2 separate regions of the Mus musculus genome follow, and region 1 is linked to region 2. The links are chromatin contacts, called in public promoter capture Hi-C maps. All regions are on one chromosome and are shown on one strand. Each heading gives the region's core, a stretch centred on a gene start, on an enhancer-like site or on the middle of the called end of the contact. The rest is flanking DNA. Distances are from core to core; before and after follow the strand shown. Region 1 holds the start of Zdhhc23 (zinc finger, DHHC domain containing 23). Region 2 holds the start of Atg3 (autophagy related 3).

Region 1 (4,695 bases), core at 458-2,957, 1.2 Mb after region 2:
ATGGTCAGACCTTTTGTATGTCCGAAAGAGTCATTGGCCATGTTGTATCTGAATGAAGGGATATATATGTATATATATACACACATATATACATGTACATATATATACATATGTGTGTGCATATATGTATGTACGTATAAGTACCAAAGGTGAGATTATCCTTTATATATCAAAAAGACTGAACAGTAATTTAGGAGAAGGAAGTATATAGGACATCAATGCTCATAATGAACTACTTTCAGTTTTAGAAGTCGTAAGATTATTATAAAATCTGGGCATTCCATGACAGATCAAATTGAGTCCATGAGTAATGCTTAGATTCAGCTTAGCAACACCCATGATAGAGGTGGCCCATCAGGTAGAAAATAATTAATCACTTTTCAGTAGCAGCTAACTTGTCTTGCTGGCAAATTATAAGCTGGACACAAACTTGCACTCAGCAATAAAGACTGGGGGGCATGCAAGCTGACCGGAGTTGAGAGGCGCAAGCTTGGGCTCTCGGGAAAACCACTCAGGCACTTGTGTCAGCACCAGTGGTTTGTGAAAATAAGGACTTGGCGACTTGACTTGAAATTAGCTGCGTCCCCCGGGATTTAGGAAATGTTCAGGACGTATTTATTGTTTTGTTCTCTAGCTGTCTTTCTAGAACACGCACATATATTTATTTTTATTGAATATCCATTGCCTTTAGTCAATGTTTCCTTTCCCTCAGTGTCACCAAAGCCAAATGTCATTGCTAACAATGTTTTTGAGACGCCTGTAGGGAATAAAAATACTGGCTAAAGGGAAGGGTTTCTCTTCATGAATCCTAACTAATCTCCCTGGGGCAGGGGGCTTCGGAGTAATACCTTCTGTTCTGTTCTGTTCTGTTCTGCTTTGTTTTGTTCTGTTCTGTTCTGTTCTGTTTTGTTTGTGATAAGAACATAGGAAGTCTCTGGCTGTGAGTTTGAGTGACTGGATTAGAAACTTCAGATTGTTAAATTTAGAAAAATGTTAACTGTCAAAGTGAATGCTTTTGTGGTTTCTCTTAAAGCACTTCACCATATACCTCAAAGATTACCAACGTCACTTTGTAGATAAAACACTAAATATGTACGTAGAATTAATGAGATCTTAATCTGTTATGTATGGATTGACTTCAATAAAACCGGAAATGTTTAAGTTGTCGTTTTTTCTTCTGTTTCTGCTTAAAACCAAACCAAAACCTAGAAAGCCTGGGGTAGGGAAAACCTGTACGTAGGCCCATAGTTCTTACAGATTTGTGCTGCAATACAAACCCAGAGGGGACTCTCTTGGGCAATTTCATTGCAAATGTGCAGACTACTGAATCAAAAGTACCACCGAGGCCTGGCTGGAAAGCAGCTCCATCCTCCAGGACTCGCGAGCGAGAACAAGTTGGATAAGCCGGGCTTGGGGTCCACAGCGGGCCTCAAGGGAAGGCGGGCGACTCGTGGGGTGGCACCTCTGAAGGCGGCCAAGGTGCGGATCGAACCCCAACGCCTGTTGCCGGCGCTGGAGGACCGCAGGCGACCGGCGGAACTCTGGCGGCGCGCGAGCGCCGGGGTCCGATCCCGCACCCCGGCGGCACCGCGAGGGCCCCGGCGCAGGTGCGAGGTGGCCCGGCCGGAGCGCGGCGGGGGAGGGGCCTCGTGGGCAGGCGGCGCACGTGCGGGCGGCGGGATCCCGGCGCCGGGGGCGGGGCACCCGGAAGCGCGCGCCGACCTGCGGAGCGGCGACCGGGGGCGACTGGCTCGCTCGGCAGGCGCGCGCACCGGCGGTGCTCACAGGTGGGCGACTCCGCCCGGCACTCCCGAGCCTGCCGTGCGGGGTCGCAGGCTCAGCCGCGCCCAGGGGAGTCGGTCCTCCTCCCGGTCCCCGCCTCTGTCGGGAGGGCAGGTAACTTCCCCGCCAAGGTCATTCTCCAGGCCCGCCCACGCCCTCGGAGCGGCGGGTTCGGAGTGGGCTGGACGGGCGACCTCGGGGCTGCTGGGGCTCCTGGCATCCCCGGGCCGGTGGGTGGTTGCAGCGCCAGGGCGTCGCTGCCTGCACCTGCGAGGGTGAGTTTCCACGGCGCGCAGCCTTGGGGTGGGGACAGCCCGGCCCTTTGAGCCGGCACCCTCAGGTGAACTGGGCCGCCCTAGCTCTGCTGTCCCGGGCCGCGTGGTCGGCTGTCGCCATGGGAACGGCTGGTGCCCAGATGTTGCTAGCCTAGCTGGGAAGGGGAGGGGAAGGTGCTCAGAGCCCCAGAAGTCAAGGAACCCTCCTGTCAGGCCACGCGGAGCCCGAAAAGCCTGATGAAAGCAGGACCCTTCCCCCCTTTTCATTTTTTTATTGCTCAGGCGTTGGCGTTAATGAGAAGCAAGGATGTGTTTACAGGATGTGAGTTGAGTTCTTGCCACCTTTACCTTCTGTGAGCTTCTTATGCCTCATGGTGACAGGTACAAATCCGTACACTAAAGGGCAATATGAAGCCAGTCAAAAAAAAGAAAACCGAAGAACCTGAATTGGAGCCCCTGTGCTGTTGCGAATACATAGATCGAAATGGGGAAAAGAACCACGTGGCTGCCTGTTTGTGTGATTGTCAAGACCTCGATGAAGGCTGTGACAGGTAAGCTTACAGTTTCCAGATGCTGACCCCACTGGTTCTGTTGAGACCTACATATGTATATATATTCCTTCAGGTTTGCCGTCCAGAATGCTGAGGTTTGTTCTTGCTATTCCAAAGGATCTAAAATAGAGGATTGGTTTTTTGCTGTCAGGTGTGAGGATTTTAACAGTTTTCATTTTAAAGGATCATGGAGGATAGTAGGGTAGATTAGATGTATATAAGAACGCAATCCAGCACACACACTGCAAGTTTAAATGGACACTCCAGAAAGTTCTGTATTTTCAGTGATCTTAGTAGGACCCATGCATGGGGTTGTTCTCACGTGGTCACATGAACTTGAAGGGTAAAAGATAGCTTCTCTGTTCTCAGTTCACCCTGTATTTCCAGAGAGAGAGGCCATGTACACCTTGTGGGGAGTGACTGTTTTTCTGTGTGTAGCAACACAGTCCTGGTTGGAATATTGTCTTATCTTTGGCCTTTACTTTTACCACAATCTCAGCGATGGAGATTGCTATCTAAAAAGAGAGTTTTTAACCTCTGTTAAAACCAGTTTGTATCAAGCAGCAATAAACTGCTTTTAGCCATTTTTCTAAATATATATATTTTAAACATCTGCTTATGGAAGGCATAAAGTGATAGGAAGAGGGATGTTGGAGACAAGCTTTTCCCAGAAATTGTCCCTTCTGGCTACACAGTCATGGTGACTGTAGATTGTTAATCAGGCCAAGAACAGCTTTGCATGGGGACCACTGCAGTCTTCTGTCACTCTTGACTGGTAAAGCCCATTACCTCTTTGTTCCTTGTCTCTTTCTATAGTATTTCTTTTTAAATAGGTAGCCTTAAATATAGCTTCTTGAGACTTAGTCTAAAATCCATCCTGAGGAAAATAGAGCACTTTGCACTAAGGAATGGAGAGTGTATGCCAGTTCCATAATGGCCATCATTCAGGAAGGACCATGGCTTTGCCACTAACTTTGCTAACTCTTCCTCTCTCCTAGCCCTTGGGGCCTGAGCTGTCCTGAGTTCTCTCCTCTGCCCTATCTTTTTTCCTGGAGACAGGCTGCCCTGTTCCCACCACTCCTACTACTCTCTGACTCCAGGTGATATCTCCCATTCACTTTAAGGTGTGTCGTGCCTTTAAAAAAAAAGCCTACAGTTATTTTTACCTAAACTACCTTTTCTTTCTCGCCTGTCTTAGTCCACTTAGGCTGCTGCAACAAAATACTTCAGAGTGGGTACATTACAAGTGATGGAAGTGGACTGTCTACGGTTCTAAAGGTGGAGAAACCCAAAGTCCAAGTGCTGGCAGATTTAGTATCTAGTGTGGCCCCTCTTCCTCATGGGTGGTATCTGCTCAGTGTATCCCCACCCAGCAGAATGGATGAAAACCCTGCCTTTCTTGGTCTTCTTTTGTGTGGATGTTAATCTCATCCACAGTGTGTTCTGTTGACCTCACACTTCCCAAGAGCCCCACCTCTGAATAAGATTGCACCGAGAGTTAGGTTTGAACTACATGAATTTTAGCCACTAATATTGGATCATTTGCAGTCTACCTCTGCCCCCTCCAAAGAATGTCTTCACATGAAAAACATACCCCGTACCTCCTAACAACCTCCAATATTTAATCATTCAAATGTCAGCACAGACATCTTAAGTTTCCAGAGTGGTCTGGGTGGCATCGAGTAAATCAGAAATGGGTGAAACTCATGAAGGCCTCTGCATGAAGCTGTGGGCCTGTGACTAACAGGCTGTTGGCAGTAGAGAGGTTAGGAGTGCTTCTTGCTCTTGCAGAGGACCAGGGTTCAATTCCCAACACCCACGTGAATCTACAACTGCCTGTAATTCCAGTCCCAAGGGAGCCAACATGGTCCTCTGACCTCAGTGGGTACGAGGCACACATGTGATACATGGTATATACATGTAGGCAAAACACTGTACACATAAACTAATAAAAAGTAAAGAAGAAATAACAGACTGTGAACTTTCAAAACACAATAGTGGGACATTCTTTGAAAGACATTCCCAGGGTGGGAAAGAGAAATGAGAAAAGGAATGGCACATCCCATACCCACAGGACAAATGACATG
Region 2 (4,853 bases), core at 2,327-4,826:
TAAAGAGGGCAGAAAGAATAAAAGTATTAGACCATGTTCACATTCAACTAAAAAATGTCTTAGGGACAAATATTTGCCCCTCCCGGACAATGAAGAATATGAATATGAAACTAACAAAACACTAAACCTAAATATACTGTGTATAATAACACTAGTCCTTGCTAACAGAGACAAACAGGTATACTGTAGATGAATTACAAGAAATCACTTGCAGTATAATTTAATCAGTACAGTTTTTAAAAAGCATGCCAAGATTTAGATCAGAGTGGCCCTTGTTGAGGAACAAGTCATTCTGCAGCACTCTATCTCAGACAATGATTAAATAAACGGATATATTAGAAGCCAGCAGAAGAAATCATTTAGTACTTCATATTTTCTATTATTCTCATCCCCATCATAACTTTCTTCTTTTGTTTTGATTTATTTTCTTCTAGATTGGGTTTTGTTACTGAGGCCAAGCTGGTGTGTAACTCAAAAGCTTCCAGCCTCAGGCTCCAGAACATTCTAGGCACTGTGTCACTACCACCAGCTTCATTAAACTTTTAACAGTATTTTCTCCTCTGAAGCAACAATGCTATTAACTAATTTTTGTTCCACAATTTTACTTACAAGATTTTTGTGGTATAGTCTACAACATAAGACATCCATTTGTGAATATTATTTATTCAACAAATATTTACCATTATATGACAGTACAATTTGAGACAATGTGCTACATGCCTGAAAAATAAATCAAACTGATCTTTATAGCATGAAGAGGAAAAAAAACTAGGTAGGGGAGAGGTGGTATTAAAATAACTCCTCGGCTAAGGGTCCAACTTAGCACCTCCAGAACCCAATGGAATTTTGATTGGCTTGATCTTGTTCAGGTAGTGAATGACTGGCACTCTGAGTTTGAGTGTATCAGTCTCTTTCAAAGACTGATACTTTGAAAGCAGTCCTCCCAGCCTCTAGCAGTTTCTCTAGGAGAAGATAAGTCTCTTTTCTTCAAGTTGTGGTCTTTGGTAGGTTGTCCACTCTCCAATGGGTGACCCTATGCCCACACACACCTAGGCAGCAGTGACTGTGCTCAGAGAATTAAAAAGAAAACACTAAGTTGGCAGAGGTATATGCTGGGGGTGATCTGGAAGAAATTGGAGGTGGGGAGGTAGAGATGGATATAACCAAAATACAATGTACACATCTATGAAATTCTCAAGAAATAAGAACAAAATATATTATAAATAAATAAAGGATAGAAAAAAGACTAAAACCATAAGGCTGTTTGGAGTAAAAGGATTGCTGGCTAAGGGAGAAAGAAAAATTATAGAAGCAAAGTCTGCTTGATTGTGTACTAAGGAGGGAGGCTACGCCACAGTACTCACAAGTTAGAGGAGACTGGGACTTGTAGTGACCAGAGACCCTTCAAGATCACTCTAAGGATTTCGGCTTTACTACACAGCTGCCATCTAAACAAAGCCATCTCTAAACCTTCACTTCCTAACAAAGCATCATTTCTTTCTGGATTATCTCTCTTTTTCTCTTTCCCTTCCCTCATCTATAAGGATTCTCTTTACAGGAGTGACAGGAGTCACAAGGAGGGGCCATTAATTCTCTTTTATACTAAAAACATATGCTACACATTGCCTCCAGGCAGGTCGGCAAAACACTTTAACCTCAGAACTTGGGAGGCAGAGGAAGGTGGATCTCTAAGAATTCAAGGTTAGTCTGAGCTACACAGTGCGGTCCAAACCAACTAAGTCTACACAGTGTGTGTGTGTGTGTGTGTGTGTGTGTGTGTGTGTGTGTGTGTGTGTGTGTGTGTGTGTGTATGTATTTTTGATTCCTCGAGAACTATTCTACAAGTTCAACAAAATGCAAGTGCTATACAAGATAGCCATGTTATATTTAATTGAGAAGTGTTTTGCTCATCTCTCCCTCAGACTAAAAGTTAAATTGATGGTACATTATTAAAACACTGTGAATCTACACAGATACAATATTCTGGAAGTATAACATACAAAAGAAGCATTTGATGTCAATGTAGAAATTATTTTCCAATTCTTAAGTAAAAGAGTAAATCTTAACTAAAATGACTGTCACTGTATACATATAAAAGAAACATTCGCAATTGTTCCAGATTCTTCAAACTTGATCCAAAAATGTATTTTTTTCAAAAGTATTTTATTTTATTTTACTTTATTTTTTGGTATTTTTCGAGACAGGGTTTCTCTGTGTAGCACTGGCTGTCCTGGAACTCACTCTGTAGACCAGGCTGGCCTTGAACTCAGAAATCCGCCTGCCTCTACCTCTCAAGTGCTGGGATTAAAGGTGTGCAACCCCAACGCCTGGCCCAAAAGTATTTTGGTAATAATTATTGGAAAGCATTCCCCCCTTGCCAAGGAAAGATCGAACAGCCTACTCTGCCCATCAGCAGATTTCACCCCTGCACTAAGATTGGTAAAATTCTAACTGAAAGCTAAGTACAGAACAAAAACTACGCAAAATTATCTGTTTCTCTTTTACTGCTTGCTTTTTACAAAGCAAAATCAAGTTACCGTATGTAGCCTAGAAGGTGTAAGAAAGCTCTGAATGAAGCCCTGAAATTTTACTTTTGAAAGCAAGTAATCCAATCTGTGCTAACAGCTAACCTATCACAACTTTCACCTAAAAATGTCAATAGTGTTTCCAATCTATACAATATACAATCGGCTGTGCTGAACTGTTGCTGTAGGATCACTCAAGTCCAAGATTAATAATCACTTACGGCTACCTTAAAGGCTTGAGAAACGTCAAGTTTCGCTCTAGTTCGGCTCAGAGTTACTAACATGTCACAGTTTACTATGTTCCTCTGAAACCTAAGCAAGTTGGGAATTAGATCACCCGAAAAGCAAAACTTCCTATGAAACTTGGAAGGAAACGTGGCATGCTGTTTAGCCACCAAGCTGTCATCTTTTCAAAGGTTAACCCAGTCTACCTATTTAAAAGACTATGGATGTCAGAACGTTCGTACCTCTGCTCCGCACCACCTAGCCGTGCACTCCAAGGCGGCACTGATCAGTGGAGACAGCAGGCACCCAGTTTCACTCTAGTGGAAGCGGGGAAGCCAGCAAGCCTTGGGACTGGCCCAGGAGCCCAAGGCAAGAGGCAGCACCCGGCCGCGCGACTCGCCCCTCCACCTTCTACACCCCGTCCACGCTGGGGACCGGGACTTGGGCAACCAGGGCAGAGCAAGCCAGACCCTCCCCGCTTACCTTGAGGACCGGGGTCAGGTACTCGGCCACTTCCAGAGCCTTTCCCTTCACCGTGTTGATCACATTCTGCATCCTGGGGCTGGAGCAGCGATAGGGCACGGAGGGACTGTCGCAATCCGGGCCACAGGGGAGTCAAAAACTGCCCCGGACGTGCCCGACTGGCATCGAACCTCGCAGCGGCACCGGCCCGGCCGGGGGGGAGGGGCGGCGACACGCGGAGGCCCGGCCCAGCTGTCACCTGGCCGCCACCGCAGAGGGCCCAAGCCGGCTGAGCGAGAGGCGGGTGCGCGCGCAGCCCCCGGCCTTCTCCAAGCTGTCTCTCTTCCCCGGAGCTCCACTGAACACCCCTTCCGGCTTCCCCTTCCTCTTCTCACACTCTCCCAACAGCCCCGCCGCCACCTAAGGCCTCACGTGACTCGACTCTCCCAGGACACGTGACAAAAGGAGGCCCGCGGGGGCGGGACCGGCCGGCCTCTGCTCCCTCCGGCCCGCCCCCCGGAAGCGCTGGAATGAGCGCGCCTGCGCAATGGCCGCTCAGGCTGCTCTTCCCTAGCGGGCGGCTCTTAGCTTTGTATTCCAGCCCTGGAAGGCAGCGTGAGAAGGGTTGATTTTTATTGTTTTTTGTTTGTTTTTGTTTTTGTTTTTTGTTTTTTGTCGCCTTTGCTCCCGGCTCATAGTTTCCCCACCAATGGGCCTTCAAAACCTACTGCTGCTACTACGAACTTAGGCAGTCACTATGTCGGCTCTATGATGTCCGTTCTTGCACTAGAACCTTCCCTGAGCGACTGAGGTAACCGCGCCCTCGCGGGCTGAGTGTTGTGGCTCGAGCGTGTTAAGGGGCTTGGGAGCCGCCCGCGATTCCTATTGCGCATGTGTGGGAGGGTTTCCCTGACAGTGAGGGAAACCTGGTGGAGGTGGGAGGAGTGCTGACCCATTGGCCTTCTGTCCATTGGCTTGTGCCCACCTGCTCTCTGATTTGGGCCTGTGTCTGCGGCCCTTGACGGCTCTATGTTCCCATCCTACCTGTGCGCGTTGGGCAAGTATTTACCCTGCCTGGAGTTTCGTGACCATCTGTCGTGAAAGACCGACCAGTTAGGCTCACTGACCCAAGATGAGCCTTCTGGTCCCATCCTGGTTCACTTAAGAGTCATTAGCTGTGATTCAACTATTTGCACTGAGGTCGCTTCTGTAAAAGAATCGTTCCCAGTGAGCTCTTTTTCTGCTCTGAAAGGAAAGGCCATTCCAAAATTCATTCCTTGTGGACCAAAGTTAATACGAATAAACTGCTTTTCTGCAGTCCCAAACTGTCAGTTACACATTTCCTAACTTATTTCCAATCTGGCCATCCCCTCTCTGTCTTGAGACTTGCCTCTCCTATCAGATGTTGGCAGTATGGTTTGTTTCCTTTAAGTCCTCTCTGTTGTCCTCGGCTGTCTTCCGTCTGCTGTAGTTGTGGCCAGACTTCTACAGGTTTCCTTTTCTATTCTTCACAGTCTTCAGTCTTTGCATTGTGTTTAATCCTTAGGTCTGCCGACGGGGCTGCTCATGAAAGTGATCTTCTTAAGGCAATTAAAAACCCGTGGAATGGAAAGAAAATGCTCCAGGCGCCCTGGGTTAGGC

What was found. Promoter capture Hi-C pulls out the DNA fragments that hold promoters and counts their contacts.
Region 1: a contact with region 2 is called in a promoter capture Hi-C map of liver, with 2.3 times the contacts expected there. The contact joins the promoter of Zdhhc23 here to the promoter of Atg3 in region 2.

Annotation. Positions count from the first base shown.
Region 1 is chr16:43,976,821-43,981,515 of GRCm38.p6, reverse strand. It overlaps Zdhhc23 (zinc finger, DHHC domain containing 23), which reads left to right and starts at 1,707. Exons shown (of 5, transcript NM_001007460.2): 1 at 1,707-2,057; 2 at 2,340-2,608. The coding sequence starts at 2,466. It overlaps Gramd1c (GRAM domain containing 1C), which reads left to right. Exons shown (of 17, transcript NM_001359085.1): 17 at 1-1,166. It overlaps Gm46552 (a long non-coding RNA gene), which reads right to left and starts at 1,643. Exons shown (of 2, transcript XR_001781930.1): 1 at 1,278-1,643.
Region 2 is chr16:45,157,552-45,162,404 of GRCm38.p6, reverse strand. Atg3 (autophagy related 3) reads right to left here and starts at 3,576. Exons shown (of 12, transcript NM_026402.3): 1 at 3,234-3,576. The coding sequence starts at 3,305. Slc35a5 (solute carrier family 35, member A5) reads left to right here and starts at 3,732. Exons shown (of 7, transcript NM_028756.4): 1 at 3,732-4,023; 2 at 4,759-4,853. The coding sequence starts at 4,779.